Regions from separate parts of the Mus musculus genome. Here region 1 is linked to region 2. A link is a contact called in public promoter capture Hi-C data. All regions are on one chromosome and are shown on one strand. The core of a region is the stretch at or near the end of the contact, and the rest is flanking DNA. Distances in the headings are between cores, read along the strand shown. Region 1 holds the start of Blvrb (biliverdin reductase B (flavin reductase (NADPH))). Region 2 holds the start of Dmac2 (distal membrane arm assembly complex 2).

What was found. Promoter capture Hi-C pulls out the DNA fragments that hold promoters and counts their contacts.
Region 1: a promoter capture Hi-C map of liver shows a contact between it and region 2, with 3 times the contacts expected there. The contact joins the promoter of Blvrb here to the promoter of Dmac2 in region 2. A contact is called at or near these places in 2 of 39 promoter capture datasets (embryonic stem cells and liver) and 2 of 115 datasets of contacts at active chromatin or transcription factors (astrocytes and microglia).

The regions. Positions count from the first base shown.
Region 1 is chr7:27,446,568-27,451,007 of GRCm38.p6, reverse strand. It overlaps Blvrb (biliverdin reductase B (flavin reductase (NADPH))), which reads right to left and starts at 3,030. Exons shown (of 5, transcript NM_144923.3): 1 at 2,812-3,030. The coding sequence starts at 2,890. It overlaps Sptbn4 (spectrin beta, non-erythrocytic 4), which reads left to right and starts at 4,419. Exons shown (of 36, transcript NM_032610.2): 1 at 4,419-4,440.
Region 2 is chr7:25,616,517-25,621,389 of GRCm38.p6, reverse strand. Dmac2 (distal membrane arm assembly complex 2) reads right to left here and starts at 1,976. Exons shown (of 6, transcript NM_001290487.1): 1 at 1,930-1,976; 2 at 298-494. The coding sequence starts at 1,947. Gm38969 (a long non-coding RNA gene) reads left to right here and starts at 1,729. Exons shown (of 2, transcript XR_881901.3): 1 at 1,729-1,955; 2 at 2,405-2,722.

The DNA.
Region 1 (4,440 bases), core at 1,781-4,280, 1.8 Mb before region 2:
AGTGCAACTTTCCCAAATGCCTCATGATGGCAGGAGAAGGAGGCCGGGGCCCTGTGCCAACCAGAAGAGGAAGAGATTTCATGGCTCTGACAACTTGTCAGAGCACCTTGGAGGACACAGGGTTCAACAAGATGATGGCTGTGATGACCACACCATTAACGAGAGGGATTGCGCATGCGTGGGTACCTCTTGCCTTCTATTTAAACTTGTAGCTTTCATCAAGACCTTGAAGGCTGGGTCTGGGTAGCAGAGGAGCTTCCCGACATGCTTACATTAAATTCATCTCCTTTTTCTACTTTCACTATTAGTTTTTCTCACTAATTGACCTGCTGAGGACACGTGGTCAGACCTGGCTGCCAGGGCCTAGGCTCAGATTCTAGCGACTCCCGCAGCAGCAACTTGATACATTTTGATCGTTTGTGACCAATTTAAAGCAGTCCAGCACTCACACTGAGCCCTAGTTTGAAAAGTCCTAGATTGTAACAATTTTACAAAGTGGCCATTCTTATCATACCAAGAAAGGGAAACTGAGGCAGGTTCTGGTAACTAGCCTTGGGCACACAGTGGGTAGAGAAAACCAGAGCTACATTTAAGACTGGGCTATAATCTTTATATCTGAGTTCAGTTGGCTGAGGAGTATAAGCACCCACTGGGCATGAGCCTTGGTTCTAAGCACTTTCTGCATTGTAAGTCATTTCATCAGAGTCTCAAGGCAACCCCTGTTTTTGTTGTTGTTTTGTTTTTGAGACAGGGTTTCTCTGTGTAGCCCTGGCTGTCCTAGAACTTACTCTGTAGACCAGGCTGTCCTCGATCTCACATAGATTCACCTGCCTCTGCCTCCCAAGTGCTGGGATTAAACACTTGCACCACCACCACCACCCAGCTAGCAACCTCTGTTTATCTGTTACTCTTATTTGTGTGTGTGCATGTATGGAAGTCAGAGGTCAAGTTCTTCTGAGTTGGTTCTCTCTTTCTGGGGATTTAACTCAGGTTGTCAGGTACCTTTACCCACTGACCTATCTGTCTAGCCCGCAACCATTGCTTCAATATTGGTCTTCTTTTCTCTTTTCTTTATTTATTTTACAGATATTTAGGTCTTTGACTGTAGATGACACAGTATTTGGTCACATCACTGTGGTATGTGGTAGACCTGGCTGTTTAAATACACAGGATGAACCCAGAGTCTGTTTGTTAGACCCTTGGTCCTACAAAATGACATTGAGGGACTAAAACCCAAGCCCTTCCTAGCTACTTGTTTTCCTTGACTGTGCAGTTTCTTGGGCACGCTAGGCCGCTAGGCCGTGGGGCCTACTGAGCCACGCCCCCCTCAAGCCTCTTCTCACAGGTGGATCCCAGGCAGGCGTTTCATCTCTGAGAGCTATATCCCCTAATCCCTTCCTGCCTTTTTTTTTTTTTTTTTCCTTTTTCTTTTCTTTTTTTTTTCCTCTTCCTGTTTCTGACAGGTTTTTCTGAGCCACAGGGAGAAAAAGGCCAGGCCTCCCGGAAATCCTTCGTGTAGTTCCGACTGTGACCAGCAGGGAGAGCCATCAGTAAACAGTGGTATTGGGGATTAAGGTATTTAACAGGATACTCCACAAATTCATGGTGACACAGCATTTGTCAACTTCTCTCTTCCTTTCCCTGTTCCTCCCTAGAAATGATTTATCAGCAGCTTGCTTTTGTTTTGTTGTTTTGACATAGGGTCTAAGGTTGCCCACGATGGCCTTGAACTTGCTGCGCAGCCAAGGATAGGTTTGATCTCCTGAGTCTCCTACCTCTGCCTCTCCAGGGGTGGGGGAAATTACAGGTCTACACCACCACAGCCAGCCTGTAGTTTGTTTTCTCTGGGAGGCCCAGGGCGCTCTCCTTTGCCACGAATTAAGGCCCTCATTAAGTCCCTGGGGGAAAGGATAGCCCATGGGGGGCGGGGGGATGGAACTTCTAGAAAAAGCCTCACCCAAAGCAGGAGCTGTGCTGGGAACCAGCAGGGACTGGGCTCTTTGTGGCCTCCACCCTTTTGGGGCACTCTGATAGTCAATATCTTAAGAATCGCCAAGGCTAGCAAGGGTGTGGCTCTTTATCTGGAACTTTCACGTCTGGTCCAGAGTTAACTTCTAGACTGAGGAGCCAGGGGATGATGGGGGATCCTGCGCCCTCCCCTCGGGAGGCCCCAAAGCTCAATGTCCTTCCCAGGACTTCAGTTCTTGGACTGCCCCTCTCTTATAGGGTGATCACCTCCATTCTCTTTGAAGTAAGTTGCTGCCTAACCTTTTCGATTTTCTGTTCCAGTGACCAAACTATGAGCCTGCAGACAGTTTTTTAGTGCTTAAGACCACGGACCGGAGTTCAAATCCCGACACAGCCATGTACCAGCAAGTCCTCTCCGCCTCAGTTTTCTTATGTGTCAAGTGGGGTAACACACTAGTTCCCATTCCAAATGAGGGTCACCAGAATTTTAACACGTGTAAGGAGATGGCCCGGCTGGCTGGATGCCAAGCTAGTCCTGGCTCAGAAAACCCTTTCTGGGTGTGCTAACTAGGACCACCACCACAGTTACGACATTTCATAAGAACCCCTGGTTTGCATAGAACTGTCAGAGGAGTCCTCCAGGTTCCCACAGTTAATTCCTTTACGCCTTGAACCCACATAACGCTGAATGTCAGAGTCCTCCATTTGTGCCCCCGTGACCACTTGCTGGCCCACAGGCTGGGGCACACACCGCCCCGTGTGGTCTCCGCCCGGCCCCCAGGACGACTTTTCCCAAAACTCCGCCCGGTGTTCATGACTTCCCCCACCCGCCCCGGCTCCTGCCTGCTTGCACCGCCTGCGCCAGTGTGGTGAGCCCGGTCCTGCCGGTGGCACCGAAGATCGCGATCTTCTTGACAGTCATGCTGCGGGGTCCAGGGCCGGAAAAGCTGAGAACTCCGAGGACGCGCGGGAACACAGTGGCTGCGAGGAGGCGCGCTGCGGGTCCTCCTCGACCCAGAAGGAGGGGGCGGGACCAGACAAGGTTCCAGCCTCCGCCTCACCCTCCTAATTTGGGTTCAAAGGGCGGGACCGAGGCGACCACGCCTCCCGCTGGAAAGAGCATGAGTAGGCGGAGGAGTCAAATTGCATTTCCAGAGCCCCTTCTCCGATAGGCGCTTAGACGTAGAAGCCACGCCCCTTCTAGGGAAGGGAGTGGGCGGTGCTAGAGCAGTTTGTCACTTAGCGCTCTGCCTACTAGAGACAGCCACCCTTAGTGGGCGGGGCTGAGCGGGGCGGGGCCGGCCGGGGCGTTACGCCCACCGTGCTCTCTTTGCTCACGCCCCCTTACAGACAGGCTCTGAGATGGTACTTCCCTCTACCAAAGCGTCCTCCCAACAAGCAAGAGGGGTGTGTGGGGTGATTTTGTGCCTGTGTGACCCTCAGTGACCACAAGGGACAGCATGGTTGTGGGCGACACCCGGTTTCATTCCTTGTGTTGCAATGTGAGTTGTGTATAGAGATCATTAATGTTATTTGGCGTCCATGGGGGTGATACTGTGAGGGGTACTCAGCCTGTGTGATATGGTAAGCTGTAATGGAGTGTGATACTTTCGGATTGGGAAGGTTTGGGACACCACATGGGTGCGTGATATGATCCCATTTATGTGTGACTGTGTGTGACATCAACTGAGATTCCTTTTGTGTCTTGTTGAGGCTCTGATGTATGGGTGTGTAGCAACACAGGGTGTGTCATCTTTTGTGCCTAGGCAACTGGTGTGACATTTTAAGCGTGTAAGACTATGCGATTGTGAACTTTGTGTTGTGTGAGCGTAGATACTCTGTGACACCTTGGAGGTGTGTGACATGCCTGACTGTATGTGCTATTGGTGGTGGTGGCTGTATGTGAGTGTGTCACAGTGCGTGGTCCTGCAGAGCACTATTCCATCCTGTGATACTGTTCAAGTGATTTCATGTGACCCTTATTGTGGTGGTGGCAGTATTTGAGTAACAATGTATGTACGATCCTGCAGGGCACTATTTACTGTATTGGTAACTACTGGTGATATCTGAGTGTCACTGTCAGTGGTGGCTATATCAGAGTGTGTCACAGTGAATGACCCTGCAGGACACATTCCAGAGAGGAAAACATTGCAAGTGACTGCGTGTGACAGACAGTTAGAAGGTTTGACCCTGACTGACCCCTTACGAAGGAGTGACACCATGAGAGTGTGCATGTGGAGAGAGTGTGTATGACGTTGCCAGGGGCCCGGTGTGTGAGTGGCAGTGTGGGAGTGTGTGACGCTGCCTCGAGCGCTCGCGAGCGCGGCTGTGCATCACACGCGTGGCCCGGTGTGTGACAGCGCGGGCGGCGGGGCGGCGTGCGGGAGGGGTCCCGGGGGCGTGCGGAGCGGCTGCGGCGCGTGGGGGGAGGCGCGGCGGCGGCGGCGCATGCGGATCTGGCCGAGCGGCGGG
Region 2 (4,873 bases), core at 727-3,226:
ACCTTAAAATTCACCCTTAGCAACTGGGTGGCCAGGGGCACCTACTCTGTGGATGGGGACAGCTTGAGAGTAAGGTTTCTTTTAAATGGGAGACATGAGAGATCTGAGTTGTAGCTGAGTGTGTCTGAGAGGCCAGCTTGACCCCCAAGCACAGCTGGTGGTGGAAGTGCCTATATAATGAGTCTTAGAGGAGGGATGGGCCAGCGATGAAGGCGTGAGCTTGTCATGCTGGCAGTGGAAGCCACAGCCCGGCGGAACTGGGGCTCTGGCTGGGAGGTCTGGCCAGCAGGGTCTCACCGATTCTCCCTGTTGACTTTTGAGATCTGTTTCTGGAGCAAGTACTCTCTCAGAGTCTGGATGTCCTGGAAATGATCTGAGAGGAACTGCAACAGCGTTCTTTTCTTCTCCCGACTGCTGTCCGGGGTCACCAACTCACTCATGCCATGGATGCGCCTGGCTCTGCCATTCCATTCTCGGGCGCCCAGGTGCAGGACCTGGAGAAGGGGAGAGGGAAAGGACTGAGGTTGAACGTGGAGCTGGGTTCCACCCCTAACTCTTACAGCATGGCCTACCTTGAATCTCAGCCTGTGCTTCCTGAGTCTTTTAAATCCTTCTGATACCACTCCCGCCCTAATATGGGGGTGTAGCTCAGGACTAGAGTCTCTGTTTAATATTCATAAGGCACCGTGGTCAGTCCCCAGCATGTCCACGTCCTCAATCCTTAACCTTTGGGATTCAAAACATTTCTCCAAAGTCTTCCATTTAACCAACCATAAATTCATTCTTGAATGCAGCCAGTCTTGGTTTTCTCAGGTTCTTCTAATTTCCCACCAAGTCCTTATTTTTTTTTCCCAAACTACCATTATACTTTCATTTCTCACCAGTTCACTCCTGGGGGTTGGGGTGGTGGTGGTGGAATACGTACGTGCATAGTGTGCATTCAAATGTGTAGGTGTCCTTGCACGAATGTGCCCATGTATGGAGGCCAGCTGTCTTCCTCAATTGCCCCTGGCTTTATAGATCAAGGCAGGGTCTCTCACTTGTACCTGCAGCACCCCAACTCAGGTAGCCCAGCCAGTGGGTTTGCTTGAGGAATCAACTGTCTTTACCTCCAGAGTGCTGGGATTCCAGGTGAGCAGACATGCCCCGCTTCTACCAACTCTGGCCTTCATGCCTCAAGCACATGTGCTTCAATAATGAACCATTTCCCCAGCCCAAATTTTACCCAGTTCTCCCTAGGATTTTGCCAAATGGCTGATTTCTTTGCCATCCTGTCCACGTAACCTTCACCTTTACAGGTAGCGCTGGAAATGGAACCCACGGCAATGAGTACCAACAAAATACTCTACTACTAAATACATTCTCCAGGTTAACGAAGCTCTAGGAATCCCCCTCAGGTTCTTCCTCGGACCTCCAAATTAACTTCCTGGCTCCCGCCTGCACACCCTGTTCTTTGATTTTTGTTTGTTTCCTATTAAGGTTTAGTTATTTATTTACAGGCAGGATTTTACGTTGCCCTGCCTGCCCTCCAACTTGATACACAAAAGGATAACCTTGAACTCCTGATCCTGCTGCCTCCACCTCCCAAATACTGGGATTACAAGATCCTTAAATTCCCCCCAGGAATTTCGCGCAAAAGCATCATTAGTTCTACATCACCTCCAAACCCTTATCCCGTCCTTTCCCCCCAGGAAGAGCTGTCCTACTCCGCTGATTGGCTAAGCCACCCTCATCCCATTGGTTTCTCTATCAAGCGACTCGAGACTCTCTGTGGCCCTCGGCAGCCCCAGACGGCGTCTCCCGAGCGAGGTCCGGCAGGAGACGCTCTGTTTCCGCAGACTTTTGTTTCCCAGGAGGCTGAGAGAGGTCTCGAGAACCGAGCTACAAAGTGAACCATAGTTCCGGGACGCGGACGCTGCGGTCACCTACCGCTCTGGGCGCCGCCATCTTGCCAGGTAACGTAAACAGAAGAGGCAGGACGTTCCCTCCTAACACGTGGTTCAGACACCAAGGGCCACGCGTGTGGCCACGCCCCCTTCTGTTTTAGCCCGCCTTTTAAAGGCGCGCGTGCGGAGGAGACGGTCTTTCCTGTAAAGGATCTACTCCTCCCACTCCACCCCACCCCCGAGTGCGGTCGCAATTCTCTTGCGTTCATTGGTTTTTCAGTTTACACCCGATATCTCTACAGCAGAATCAGTACGACTGATTATGATTTTTTATTTATTGTTATTGTGCGTATACACGCGTGACATTCCGCGGCGCAGGTGTAGAGATGAGCCGAGTCTGGGTCCAGGAAGCGAACTGAGATCCACTGGCTTGCACAGCAAGCACCTTTACCCACGGAGCTACTTTGCTACCCTATTATTAGGTTTTTAAATTTTATTTTCTCTGTGTGTGCATGTAGCTCTACACCACGTGTGTTCAATGCCTTGGAGACCAGACGAGGACGCTGGATCCCTGGAATTGGAGTTGGCAGCCCCCGTGTGTGTGTGCTGAGAATTGAACCCAGATCTTCTGAAGGAGTAGTCAGTGCTCTTAACTGCCACTGAGACGTCTCTCCTCAGCGATGAGGTAGAGGCAGATTAGACTTGAGTATAAGAGACTATCTTTAGTTTGGAGTTCACATCTATACTTATTAAGAGAGTTATTACTTTTACATAAAGTCTCTCATGTATGGTATATTTGCCATGAACTTTTTTCAATTAAAAGCGTATATTTATCATTAATGTGTGTATGTGTTTTATGTATATGAGTGCAGGCACACTTGTGCTGTGGACAGAAGTTTATGAGGTGCTGGGGACTAAACCTCAGACCTCCTTCATGCTAGGCTAGCTCTTTACCAACTGAGCCACATCCACAGCCCTCAGTGTGAACTCTTGGTGGATTCTCTTCATTCATTCATTCATTCATGTTTGCTGAGCACTCGCAGTGGGTGCTGGGGTCGCACTAACAGCCCTTTTCTTAGGTAGTCATCATTCTAGGTAGAAAGACAATAGGTAAGAAATGAACACAAAATTAAAACTAGTGTTTGATAAAAAAAAGTAGGTAAAAACGGGCAATATATTAGGGTGTGGCGGGGTATAGGGCAGCAGTGAAGGTCTGTAGAGCAGGTGCATTTAACTGCAATGAGTGACAGGAGAGTCACCTACCCCAAGGCTTGGATAAAGGTGTTCAGGCAGAGGTAACAGCCTGTACAAAAAGCCTGAGGTCTTTGTCAGCTTGCAGAGAGGTGGAGACTTGACCAGAGTTGGGCAGTAGTGCTGGCTGCCTGGCTGCCCAGCAGGGGTTCATTCTAGTCACAGAGGGAGAGAGGACTTTCAGAGTCTGATTGACTTGTTGCAAATGTAACATGTTACATGAAGGATGATTCTGAGAGGACAGAGGTGGCCTTGAGACCAGCAAAGCGACTACTGCATAGTAGAGGTGAATGAATGAGGGGTGGGTGGCCGAGGTGAGGGCTGCTACAGACAAAAGCCTGAGAAACCAAAAGGGGCCACTCATGGAAATGGAGAAGCAGGGAGCGGTGGGTGTGTCGAGACCGAACAGCCCCCAACCACAGATGTCCTTGGGCTGTAATCCTTAGAGTCTGTATGTAGCTGTTACTTTCCTGTTGCTGTGATAAAATGCTGTGACTCAAGGCAACCTACAGAAGGGAGGTTGTTTTGGCTTGCAGTTCCAGAGGGCTAAGCGGCCATCATAGTGGGCACAAATCGTAGCAAACAGCAGGGATGGTGTCAGGAACAAGAAGCAGAGAGCTTCCATCTTCAGCTGAAGCCAGAGGCAGAGAAAGCAAACTGAAATGACTGGGCCTTAAACTCCCAAAGCTCACCTCCAACGAGGTCCTTCCTCCACTGAGGGTCCCCCTAAACCTCCCCAGTCCACCACCGACCACCCAACTGTCTGAGCCTATGGGGGACATTTTCCTTCAAACCACCACATTCTATTACTTTAAGAAGCCTTTACCTTCTCCTCCCCTCCGCTCTGAGCCCCACCCCCTTTCCTATATTGCTTTATAGTTCAGAGCTGGGATCATAGATGTGTACCTCAAGGCCAAGCTTAAGGCTCCTTTTTTTTTTTTTTTTTTTTTTTTTTTTTTTTTTGCAGGAAGGGTTCAAGACAGGGTATTTCTGTGTAGCTCTGGCTATTCTGGAATTCATTCCATAGACGAGGCTGGTCTCGAACTCCGAGATCCACCTGCCTCTCTGCCTCCCCAGTGCTGGGATTAAAGGCGTGTGACAACACCAGCTGGCCAGTTTAAGGACCTTGAGATGGGGTGTTATCATAGGTGACCGGGTAATGAATCAGGTGGGTCTCATCAGAAGGATGGCCAGTGGAGTCAGCAGGAGTCAGGATGCCGGACTCAAAAGTTTGGAGTGACACAGGAAAGCAGGAAGTTTCCAGAAGCTCAGGAGAGGAGAGCGTGGATTCTTTCCTAGAGTTTCCAGAAGCAGCCACGCCCAGTGTACCTACTTTATGCCTCAGAGTAGCAAGAGAATTATCTTCTCTCCTTGCAGTGCTAGGGACGGAAGTGTGATTGAAGTGTGTGTGTGTGTGTGTGTGTGTGTGTGTGTGTGTGTAGGTCAGAGGACAACTTGTAAGAGTAAGTTTTCTCCTTTCATCCTGTGGGTCCTGGGGCTTGAACTCAGATTATTAGTCTTGGTAGCAAGCACCTTTAACCTTTGATGCACCCCTTGCATTGCTATAAGATGCCCAGCTTATGGTGACTTGTTTCCACATCAACGGAAAATGGGTTTAGTGGGGTGGGTCCAAAGTGGGAGTTCTGTGCTTACCACACAGATGTCAAGATATGAGCCTTGCAGAATTGGAGTCTGGGCTCAGGAGGGTGAGCAGCTGAGGTCTAAGCCCGGACCCT